Linked DNA regions of Mus musculus: regions 2, 3 and 4 are each linked to region 1. A link is a contact called in public HiChIP or PLAC-seq and promoter capture Hi-C data. All regions are on one chromosome and are shown on one strand. Each heading gives the region's core, a stretch centred on a gene start, on an enhancer-like site or on the middle of the called end of the contact. The rest is flanking DNA. Distances are from core to core; before and after follow the strand shown. Region 1 holds the start of Abl2 (v-abl Abelson murine leukemia viral oncogene 2 (arg, Abelson-related gene)). Region 2 holds the start of Cep350 (centrosomal protein 350). Region 3 has its middle 4.6 kb from the start of Gm30568. Region 4 holds the start of Qsox1 (quiescin Q6 sulfhydryl oxidase 1).

Region 1 (2,700 bases), core at 97-2,596:
TATTTACTAGAGTTCAGGCACTTGCCCCCAAGCCTGATAAAGAGTTTAATACCTGGGAGAAATGACTCCCCAAGTTGTCTCCTGACCTCTGCATACATGGGTGTGTGCGCACATACACATACACACAAAATAAATATAATTTTAAATAGTTTAGAAACAGCCCTTCTGAAGAATATGACACCGAGTAAGTCCCAGACTATGCGGAGCACATATGTATACACCAATGCAGCTCAAAGAAAAACTCATGTTCAGACCACATGGAAGGAAGCCCTAACCATGCCCACCCATCGACAGCCCCGCCAGCCATCTCAGAATCCTGTGTCCTACTCGGATAGGCAGAACAGGGTGGTTTGGCAAAGCCTTTCATTTCTAGTTTGGAGAAAATACTCTGTTGAAAGTAAAAAGATACGGAAAAGGGTTTCACAGTTCACCATTCTGACACTGCTCACCGCCTGGTTCATAAAGCACATACCGAATATGCCACCACAATCTCTTAAAGATTCAGTACCTATTTCCCAATTCCTCAGGGCACGACTCGTTCCCGTCGTTCACAACCGGTTTATCCTCCCACCTCCTGAACCTGAGCTCATACCTGCCTTCATCCTTCCCTCCCTGGGGATACCATCCACAGTTCCACAGTCGCCCCGTCCTGTCCCAGGATAGCAGGACAGTCAAGCCTGGGTCCCTAAGACCCCGGTTCGTGCTCGCCGCCGCCGCCGCCCCCAGACGCTGCCAGCCAGGCGGGGGGAGGGGTGTGCCTCGCCTCCCGTGACTGGCCCAGATGGCAGCCGATTCCGCCCCCACTCGCGGGCACCCCTCCAGCCCTCGCCCCCCGAAGGCTGCCCATCCGCCTCGCACCTCGCCCCGACCCCACCCCACCCCTCCCCGGCCTCCCTCATGCCCTCCACCGGCTCCGGACACACTCACCGTGCTGGGTGAAGACGTTGAAGCCGGCGTCTGCGGTACGCCCCGCCGGGTCCCGCCTGCGGCCCGAGGGCCTGGCTGCGCTGCTGCCCCGGATCCCGCGCGGCTGCGGCTGCTGGAGCCCCGGAGCCTCCCCGACGCGGCCCACCTGCTGCCCCATCCCGCCGCTCGCGTACTCCCGCGCCCCCGCCGACCCTTGCTCACATTCCTCCTCTGCTCCGGCCTCCGGAGCTCCTGGCGCCGCTCCGGTCTCTCCGGCCCAAGCCCAGGCCCTCTGGGCCGGAGTTGCCGGCGGCTCCCACGCGGACTCCTCGGAGCCGCTGCCGCGCTGCCTCCCAGCGACTCACAGACTCTCCTTCTCCCTCCCCCTCCGGCGGCTCCTCGCCCCAGCCGCCGCCGCCATCTTTAAACCACCGAGCACAGGGCGAGCGTGGGACAGAGCGTCTCCCGCCCCCCTCTCGCCCAAGCACCTCCGCTACTCGGTGGGCGGAGCTCGGCGGAGCCCCGCCCCGCGCCGCGCCCCGCTGGGTGGAAGCCGGGGCCCACAGGGTCAGCGAAGCTTTCGAGGGCCCTCGAGTGCTTTTACTGCTACCTTCACCCACGTTCGGCTCCACACACTGCCCCACTTGGAGGACTGTGGGCGCCCGGCCTTTCCCGTCCCACCTCCACCTGTCAAATCAGAAGAGGCTGAGAAGCCACCACGTGCGCCGCGCAGCTCAGCACCAAACAGCTGAGGCTCCTGATCCCTGGGCTTCGCTGCCATTCAATTGAGGAGCCCTTCACACACACTTAGCATTGGGCCCAGAATGAAGTTTGGAATGGTACAGAATTCACGGGGAGATGGTCAAGTGCGGGGTTAACTTAATTCGGTGAATTATTTCTTGATGTGCACTTTGCCGTCTTATTGGCAAAGCGGTTAGAACTCAATTCTTCATACTACCGTGGATTTCTCTTGAACTCTTCCACCATCGACCTACCCGCATGTGTTTCTGTTTACTTTAAAACGCCTGGTGGGGCGCTGGTGAGATGGCTCAGTGATTAAGAGCGCCGACTGCTCTTCCTAAAGGTCCCGAGTTCAAATCCCAGCAACCACATGGTGGCTCACAACCATCTGTAACAAAATCTGATGCCTTCTTCTGGAGTGTCTGAAGTCAGCTACAGTGTACTAACATATAATAAATAAATGAATCTTTAAAATAAATAAATAAATAAAATGCCTGACAGTAAAGCGACTCTTCTCACAGACATGCTTTCCTCTCAGTGCAGGTTGGGCCCTCCTTTTTGGCAAGGAAAAGATAAATCACTTTGACCTTGTTTCTGAGTCAAAACTTACTCATCTTCACCGTCTGGGGTCTAAATAGAGAAATGGACAGAAGAGAAGCTATTTTTATAGATGTACACCCTATGTGCCATGAGGACTGGAGCCATTGCTTAAACCAAGGAAAACCACCCTGGGGAAGAAAAGAATTAGCAAAATAGATATAATTCCCCATACATGTCTTTTGTAGAATGGTGTAAGATCACAAGTGCATGTGGGTGAGACTCAAACTCAGGACCTTGAGTTCCAGGTGAGTGCTCTACCACTTGCTACTACCGCCCCCCACTCCAGCTGATTTTGATATTCACTATTAAAGAGCCTTAGGAGCTGGGGAAAGATGGGTTAATGACAAAGAAGACTTGCACTGCAAGCCTGACCACCTGAACTTGCTGCCTAGGACCCACACAAGCAGCTACTGGTCATAGAGAAAAGCCAGATGCACCAGCCCAAGCTCTGTG
Region 2 (2,817 bases), core at 106-2,605, 590 kb after region 1:
AATATTGGGCAGATAGTGTTTCAGAACCCACTATTAAAAAGTAATCATAACTCAATAAGGGGATTGGATACGTTCTTTAAAATAACTAGGCTGGAGAAAAGGTAAATTTCACTTTTCTTTTTATTACATGTATGTATGTATGTATGTATGTAATCATACATGTCTTCTCATGCACCTGCACGCAATGCAGATCAGAGGACACCTTAGAGGAATCTGCTCTCTTGGTCCACCATTCTGGGTCCGGGGATCAAACTAAGATCGCCAGGCGTGGTGGCAATTCCCTTTACCTGCTAATCCATTTCCCTGCCGCAGTTCCACCTTTCAAATCTTTTTCTTGCTACTGCTTGCGTACTCGGGATCTCCACAACTCTCATTCTTTGCTGAAGTGCTGTTCTCAGGGAGGGTGTATACATTGACATATGTGCAGGACTTTTGTACATTCACGTAGTTCCTGCTGAGGCGCGGCTGTCTTATGGGGAGGATCAGTTATTGTCGTCTGCTTTTATTGATATGGTCAAGGTAGCGAACATTTATTGAACATCTACAGTGTTGTAGTTACTGTGCCAGGCCCTACTGGGTATACATAGAAAAAGGAGACTTTAAGACACCCATGGTACTTTAGATGAGAAATAATTTCGAGGCAAAGTAACTATCGGAGCCCAGAAGGTGGAGAGCTTAGCTGCAGTGAGCACCTAGCGGAAGGTGTCAGGCATTATTCGCAGAAAAGCTGTCCTTTACAGTCTTGACAGACGATAAAATTCACCAAGCGGAGGCTGGTGACAAAGACAAAGCTAAGAGAAAATATGTTGACCCCAGAGGGCTTCTCAAACCACAACACCGAAGGGAAAGGAAACGTAGTTTTTGCTTGTTTTGGAAAGAGCTTAAGCCATCAGTGTGCGTGCTGAACAGAACTGTAAACCCCTGGCCAATGAGAGGGCCGCAGTGACAGCAGCGAGCAGCCGCAAAGCTGCGGTTACTCCGATCCGCCTAGAGTGACGATTCCTTCTGAATCGTCTGCCGGGTCCCGGATCCCTGGGTCACCCTTGTCAAGTCCTCAGCGTGTTTTGGCTCGGGGGTGACCCGCTCAGCCAGAAGGCCCAATTAGCGTCAAAGGGAAGGGGGTGGTCTCCTCTGCGGATAGACTCTGGCTCCTCCCGAGTCCCGCCGAGCTCCCAAAGCGCCACACCAAAGATGGCTTCCCCGCATCCTCTAGCCTCGGGTCCGATCGCGCTCCTCCGTCGGCCACACTCAACATGGCTGGCCTTCACCCAGGGTTGCATTCCTGCGGAACCGTCTCCGGACAGTTCTCGCGAGGTTTGGCGAGTCTCTCTCCCCCCCCCCCCGCCCTCTCCCTCCCTGACTGCTCCCGCCCTGCCTCGCGCCGCCGCCACCGCCACTGCCGCCGGCGCCGCTCCTCCTCCGTGTCAGTTGTTGAGCTGTAATGGCGACTGGGCCGCCGCTGCCGAAGTGACTCCCGGGGCGGGGGAGCGGGGCCGGACCTGCGCCTGAGAGGACTGCGGAGAGCCGCAGCTCGGGAGGGGGCTCGCGGCGGGGCAGAGGAAGGCCGCCTCTGCGCCTCTCCTTCCTTGCCTGCCGCCCGGCGGATCCCGGGAGCCGGGGCGAGGCGGGCACCCGGTGCGTCCCCGGAGCGGGGAGGCCAGGCCGGGCAGCCCTGGGGCCGGTCGGGGCGGCGTCACTGCACCCTCCGCCAGGCCCCGCGGGATGCACCGTGGGAGCCGAGGGCGGAGGCGACACTCTCAGGTGAGCTGCGGGGAGACCTGGCGGAGCCTGCTCCGCCTCGGATGTCTCTGTCCGCGGTCCCAGGTCCCCGAGGTGGCCAGAGAGGCGGGGCGGGGCCCCCCTGGCACTGCCTGACGTCCCCCCCGGGGACCCTCCTTGGGTCCCGAGACTTTTCCTGGAGGGTCATCCTGAGACCTGGGCTCCCGGACCTACTGGTGCCCACGGAAGACAAGATTTCTTTGCTTACCTGCCAGTGTCGCCCTCAGCACCCTCGCCCCTCCTCTTGTCTGCATAGAGTTAAGCCACCTCTCACCTTTGGTCTCCGAAGTGTCCCTTCTTCGTTTGGAGATCGAGCATATTTTGGGAAATTCCGGGGCACTAGCTCCAGTGTCAGGAACAGTTTCTGTTCCTTTTCCTGGGTGTAATATTCTCAAAGTGCAGTATGGGGAAAACTTTGATCACCTCCAGTCCAGCAGCAGTTGTTGAATGGAGTCCACCGGCTTATTCACACATGATTGGGTGGAGAGGGGGTGACATTTAACAAGCCTTACACGTTGGAAGTTGTCACTTTCCCTCCCCTCCCCCCTCTTTTAAATTCAGACTAATATGCTAAATCATATTTAGTTAATGTCACAGATACAGGCAGAAATTTGCCAGGGTTTTAGTTTTCAAGTTCGGAACTTGCAAATAGGTATAGATTTTTTTTTAAATGGATTTTTTGATGTTGTAACAAATGTTTCATTTGGGGGGAAAAAATAGGCCCTTAGGAATAGTGGTCGGTATCCATGTACTCTACTTAATTGTTTTGCTGGTGTTTCTTGTTTTGAAATTGGAGAAGTCGTTAGTGTTGCCATGTTAACCTGCTCCCTTCGCTTGTATTTTAAAGATTTAAATGGACAGTCCATCCTAGACCAACCTACTATTAGCACCTGGGAATTTTTGAAGAGGCAATAATGAAATACTACAAACTGCTCTCCATTTAAAAACTTTCTTAATTTAAAATACTGCTTTTTAAAAAGGCAGCGTGCTGCTAATAACTTGGGATTGTGACTTTGGGAGACTCCTAGACCTGTACTA
Region 3 (2,700 bases), core at 78-2,577, 530 kb before region 1:
CCGTGTTACTGTCGCCTCACTCTCTGGATCTAGCCACACTGTTCTCTTAGCATTTCTTCAAATGTATTATGTCCACTCTTGTTTCAGGGCTCTTCTTGCTCCTCCGCTGTCCCCACGGCCCCCTCACTGGAAATTGCCTTATTTATTGTATGTAAATACTAGTTCTCACTCCCAGCATTCCTTGCCTTCCTTGGTCTGCCTAGCCCTGGAAGCAGACTTGTCACCAGCTCTGCAGATAGCACAGCCTCTGTGACTCGGGTCTGTCTTCTCTAGAGGGCAAGTTATTTAACAGCAAAGTTGCTCTTGTCTCCCCTAGACTTGGGTGACCATGACAGTTACCAGGTGGGAAGGCAAACACAATGTATCAATAGTGTGGCAGGCAGACAGGCTGAGTACACGTGACAACTGGCATTGCTTCATTTTATTATTTAAAAAAAAAAACATGGAATCTTTTCGCATTCTGTGAAGTCATTCAAAGGGTTGTACCACTTTATACAGAACAAAACAAGCCAAGAGACGGGTGAAAGTAATTCCTTCCAAGGTCATGTCGCAGGCGGCTGAGCTGGGATTTGAACAGGGCTCGCATTGGTTGGCAGTTTCCTCTTTGCACTTGCTTCTCACAGGGAAGCCTAGGACTGCTGGCATCATCGCTGTCTGAGCACTTGTCAGAAAGGCACTTCGCTGGCTCTGACCTACAGAGTGGGAACCTGCCCTGGACATACACTCTAAGAAGCCCTGCTTGGTGGCTCCAAAGTTCAAGTCTGCTGTGTGGATGGGGTCTCCGGCTTAGCCGCTGTGCCCAGTGCCCTTCAGGACAATCTAATACCTGCTCCCGGGGGAGGGGAGGCTTAGCCCTGACAGAATCCTTTGGCTTTCTGTCCAGCTGTTCCTCAAGCCTCAGGGGAGAACCGAAGTGATGTGTTAGTGAAAGTGCAGCCCTGCTTCTGTGCAAGAACCGTCTCGGAGTTGTTTCTTCTAGCGGGGAGAAACATCTCTTGCTTTTCTTAAGGGACGACAGAGCAGACCTGGAGTAGAAGTCGTTTCTATTTGAGGCCCCACCCCCACCCCCACCCCGGACAGACCGGAGAGGCTGTCGACCCTCCTTTCATTGGGGTTATTGGTACCTAGACGCTCCCTCTGGCGCTCAGTTTTATTAGCATAAAACACTCTCAGATTTGACCTTGACAGAGAAAAGGGCTTAGAGTGAGACCGGAACCTTTTCCTAAATCCAATACAAAACAAAGACCTTGTATTCCCAGGCGGGAAGGGAAGAGGGGTGGGGAGAGCAGTCATGAAAACGCGCCAGCAGAGGGCGCCACAGCCCCATTAGTCTCTGCCCACTGAACTTCCCAGAAGCCAAAGCAGCCAGGATGCAACGGGGACTAGACAAACTAGGAGTCTAGACCCTGGGTACCACCTTGGGATTTTGTGGATCTCCGGGCGCCTGATGATACAGACTCGTGTGTTTACTAGTGTTCATTCTCAGAGAGATTAGTCCCAGACAAAGCCAGTACATGAATCTACAGTAAAGAGATTGTCATCCAACCTTTCGTACACTTCACCAGCGTTGGCTGAGTGAGTGTGTGAGCCAGGCCCAGGGCTACAGAGCATGTCCTCAGAAAATCGGGTTACTGTGGCTAGGTGCTAAGGCTGACCTCTTAAAACCTTTTAAATATTTAAATGGGGGAGAAAAGAGCACTATTTTTTATTTTAACTTCTAGAATCAAATAAAGGTTATATGGAACGGTGGAGAAGAGAAAGTGTGGAGAGAAAAGGAAGAAAGAAGATACACAAGAGTTGGGGACAGGAAGAGCAATCGTATTTTAATTCGTCTCTTATATACATAAAGTGCTAGACAAAGTCCAGTTTTGTCAACCTCCCATTTGCCCTACTAGACCCTAACTTGGGGCTCACGTCTGCAGATCTACTCCAAAATTCAGCACGTGTAGCCTGGCTGGCTGGCTGGCATAGAAGCCACACTCTCGGCTTCTCTCACAGCACCCCTCCCTGTCTGCACCCCTGCACACCCAGGGCTCTTCTCAGCTCCTGACGCTCCACACTGCAGCCCTACCAGGAAGATGTGCAAGTTAAAAGCCTGATTAGTCTCCTTGATAAATTCCCAGACAGTGGGCTAAAGGGAAGTGGCACCGGGCTGCTTGTGCTGAGGATGTGTTGGGGGCACCTGCCAGTGGGCTCTTGTCCTCTTAGCACACTGGTTCTCAGCCTTCCTAATGCTGTGGTCCTTCAATACAGTTCCCCAAGTTGTAATGATCCCGACCACATTATTTATGTTGCTACTTCATGATTGTAATTTTGCTACTGTTATGAATCGTTATGTAAATATCGGTGCTTTCTGATGGTCTTAGGCGACCTGATGTGAAAGGGTCATTTGACCTTCCCCTTACCAAGGGGTCACGACCCACAGGTTAGCAACCCCTGTCTTAGACAGAACAGCTTTCTGGGGAGATCTCTGAGCAGCCCAGAGCTAACTCTCTAAACAGATTTGAAGGGTGTGTCAGCAGGTTCTGTGCAGCTCTGTGTGTGCACTTGGGTGAGACCAGAGAGAGGTCAACCCAAGGAAAAGGATGAGCCATCAGGCCTGACTCTGGAAAACCGCTGAGCTGGGAAGAATTGCCTTGCTGTGACAGCTTACAGGCCTGGCTCTCTGGGGACCCCCACTGAGAGCGCCCCACCCCCACC
Region 4 (2,783 bases), core at 15-2,514, 750 kb after region 1:
AGATAAAAGGATAAGAAATTTATATAATAATTTGGTTGTTTTTATTTTTGAGACACTATGTAGCCCAAGTTGGCCTGGCATTCATATTGTTCCATCCCAGCCTACAGAGTATCTGAGGCTTTAGACATGCCCCACCATGCCCTTTGGTTTGTTATTTTTTAAGATTACAAACCTGTATTTGGTCTTCAGCGGTATTACTGACTCGGTCGGTCCCTTCAAATATCAGATGTCCCTGTCCCTGACCACCTCCTATTATAACCATAGCTCCCCTTGATATTTGTCATCAGTCAACCTACATTCACTTGCATACCATCTGTCCCCATTGTAAGTTCCACACCCCTCAGTCTTTTATCACCTCATTCTTAATATCTGGTGCATGACTGGCACAGAGACGTTACTCAGTTTCTTATGAAGGAAAGGAGTAACACACCTTAAGGGCTAGGCCAAGGGGTCACAGAGAGGGCTAACTAATCCAGAGATACAAAAGAAAAAGGCCAGTGTGACAATTCTGAGGATGACCTATTCACTTCAAGATATCTCACAAGGCACCCGAGGTACAAAAGGTGGCCATAGGAAAATTCACTATCACTTTCTTACTTGTGGACACAAGCTTAGTTGATCCGGATACTTGAGAGAACATAGGAGCATGAGGCTGAGTAGGCTGAGGGCAATATAGCATCTGAGCTGTGGGGAGGGAGTCCAACCTGAAGGAATCAACCCAACAAAGGGTGGAGGGATGTCAATGCCAAAGAAACCTTGACTCCAAGGCAGCAGAGCCCAGCCAACTGTGGGAGAGGGCGTCCTGTCCCCTCGTAGGAAGCCCTCCAGCAATAGCTCCCTAGACGGTGGGGCCTCCGGAGGCGTGCGTGCTTCTGGCTCCTGTGGGCCTTGACAATCACAATGTCCTACCTCCTGGCTCTTTTCTCCCACCTACTTCGAATTCCCAATGTGAAAACTGCGAGAAGGAGCCCCCTGGAACTTTCCAGGAACAAGATAAATCTGTAACGACTATGCCAACGGACTCCGCTTCCGTAGGATACGGGGGCCGAGAGCGGCCAAACGTTGCCCCGGCCCCCTCAACGACCTCGAGTGCGGCCTGAGGTCCCGGGCGGCACTCGTTTCCGGACCCAGCTCGGAGGTCTGGCTCGCCGGGGGATGGGAACCGCGGAGCGCCCACCAGCACCGGGACCCCGGCTCTGGCAGCTCACACGCTCGCAGGGGCGGTCCCGGGAGTCGGCCCCGCCTCGGGGCGGAGCCTCTTAGCTCCTCCTCCTCCTCCGGGGCGGAGGCTGTTGGTGCGCGGCAGGCTCCGGATACTGACTAGTCACAAACTTGAAGGAGGTGGACATTCAAGCCGCCTAGGATGAGGAGGTGCGGCCGCCTCTCGGGGCCGCCATCGCTGCTGCTACTACTGCTGCTGCTCTCGCCTCTGCTCTTCTCGGGGCCCGGCGCTTACGCGGCCCGGCTCTCAGTGCTCTACTCGTCCTCTGACCCGCTGACGCTGCTGGATGCTGATTCGGTGCGTCCCACTGTGCTCGGCTCCAGCAGCGCCTGGGCGGTGGAGTTCTTCGCCTCCTGGTGTGGCCACTGCATCGCCTTCGCCCCGACGTGGAAGGAGCTTGCTAACGACGTGAAAGGTGAGAAGTGGAGGCCTTCCCCGACCCACCGGCAGGTCCTGCCAACCGTCCCGCTAGCTCGTCCCCTCCCTCGCGGCTTCCTTGGTCCATCGCAGTCCCTCCCCTCCCCCAATCCATAGCCTTTAAGTTCTCCCTGGCCGCGTCCCCTCAGTCCTCTGCTCCTGCGTCTTCCTCTGACAAGTCTTTGTCTCTATCCTTCGAGAGGGTTTTCTTGTTCCCTGTGCTCTTCTCTGAGCCTTTCTCCAATCCAGCTTTGTAGCAGCCTCCTTCCTCATCCAGGGATCCCTTCTTGCCAACTTCCCTAGTAGTCGAGGTGGAACAGTGCTGGATAGAGAGTTGGCATTCATTCTACCGCCCCCACCACTTTTCTCCACCCCCCGTGGCAAGTTACATAGTTGGTATACACATTTCCTTTCTCATCCTTACCTATGAGGTAGATGTCTGTCTTCATCGGGTGGTTTTCCTCTTTGCCTGTCCAGTCCAGGCTTCTCTTGACCTGCTACCTCTAGCACCTTAGCTTCCAGGCCACATTCTTATTTCTCTTCTCCTTGGGTCTGGACTCGCTTAGACCTTAGCCTTTAAGCCCATGAGACTAAACTATATGTATGCCTGTGGTGTGTGATTGGCCCGTGCTCCATGCTCCAGTCACTGGTCTGGCTATTCCTCCATTCTAAAATGCCAATTACGGGACCCACTCTTCATTTAATTACAGCCTAAGGGGTAGCAGGATAAGAAAACCACCAAACGTATAGGGATTTTTAAAGTGTGCTGTATTATAGGAATGTTAAAATATTGAAAAATTAAGACTTGCAGATGAGGGAACATAATAATGGTAATTATTATAGACCAAGTGCTTAAATAGTAGACTCTGTACTGTGGACACGACAGAATTTCCTCTCTACAGCTTAAAGATTCCCTGCTATACACACATCTTTCTAACTCAAGTCAAGGGTGCTGGGGGTGGGTAAGGGGAGGGGTGGGGAGCAGGAGTGGCATGGTTGTGGGGACTGGTTCCTGACTTTGTCACTTCTCTGATGAGTGTGTTTCCTAGTTTGTGGTGCCAGGCAGGGGACTAGCAGAGCTCTTAACCCGAAGTAATAGTTGGATGAGAAAACTGTGTCTTAGTTAGGGCCAGGCGTTCTAGAG

What was found. Promoter capture Hi-C pulls out the DNA fragments that hold promoters and counts their contacts. HiChIP or PLAC-seq counts read pairs in DNA pulled down with a chosen protein or histone mark.
Region 2: a contact with region 1 is called in an H3K4me3 HiChIP or PLAC-seq map of bone marrow-derived macrophages, with 6 times the contacts expected there. The contact joins the promoter of Cep350 here to the promoter of Abl2 in region 1. A contact is called at or near these places in 3 of 39 promoter capture datasets (the HPC-7 cell line, cranial neural crest and hippocampal neurons), 3 of 484 Hi-C or Micro-C datasets (CD4 T cells, erythroblasts and regulatory T cells) and 1 of 115 datasets of contacts at active chromatin or transcription factors (bone marrow-derived macrophages).
Region 3: a contact with region 1 is called in a FOXA1 HiChIP or PLAC-seq map of pancreatic cancer cells. The contact joins the enhancer-like site here to the promoter of Abl2 in region 1. A contact is called at or near these places in 3 of 484 Hi-C or Micro-C datasets (the N1E-115 cell line, embryonic fibroblasts and embryonic stem cells) and 2 of 115 datasets of contacts at active chromatin or transcription factors (embryonic stem cells and pancreatic cancer cells).
Region 4: a contact with region 1 is called in a promoter capture Hi-C map of pre-B cells, with 2.6 times the contacts expected there. The contact joins the promoter of Qsox1 here to the promoter of Abl2 in region 1. A contact is called at or near these places in 1 of 39 promoter capture datasets (pre-B cells) and 1 of 115 datasets of contacts at active chromatin or transcription factors (extraembryonic endoderm stem cells).

Annotation. Positions count from the first base shown.
Region 1 is chr1:156,557,433-156,560,132 of GRCm38.p6, reverse strand. Abl2 (v-abl Abelson murine leukemia viral oncogene 2 (arg, Abelson-related gene)) reads right to left here and starts at 1,346. Exons shown (of 12, transcript NM_009595.3): 1 at 928-1,346. The coding sequence starts at 1,084.
Region 2 is chr1:155,971,793-155,974,609 of GRCm38.p6, reverse strand. Cep350 (centrosomal protein 350) reads left to right here and starts at 1,355. Exons shown (of 38, transcript NM_001039184.1): 1 at 1,355-1,761.
Region 3 is chr1:157,084,913-157,087,612 of GRCm38.p6, reverse strand. No RefSeq gene overlaps it. Among named protein-coding and RNA genes, the nearest start is that of Gm30568, 4.6 kb to the right of the region's middle. Within about 2 kb of position 1,327, at least 53 of the 459 cell types and tissues checked have an H3K27ac peak or open chromatin away from gene starts, as enhancers often do. A contact at or near this core is called in the N1E-115 cell line and pancreatic cancer cells, where this site is marked.
Region 4 is chr1:155,811,380-155,814,162 of GRCm38.p6, reverse strand. Qsox1 (quiescin Q6 sulfhydryl oxidase 1) reads left to right here and starts at 1,264. Exons shown (of 12, transcript NM_001024945.1): 1 at 1,264-1,637. The coding sequence starts at 1,364.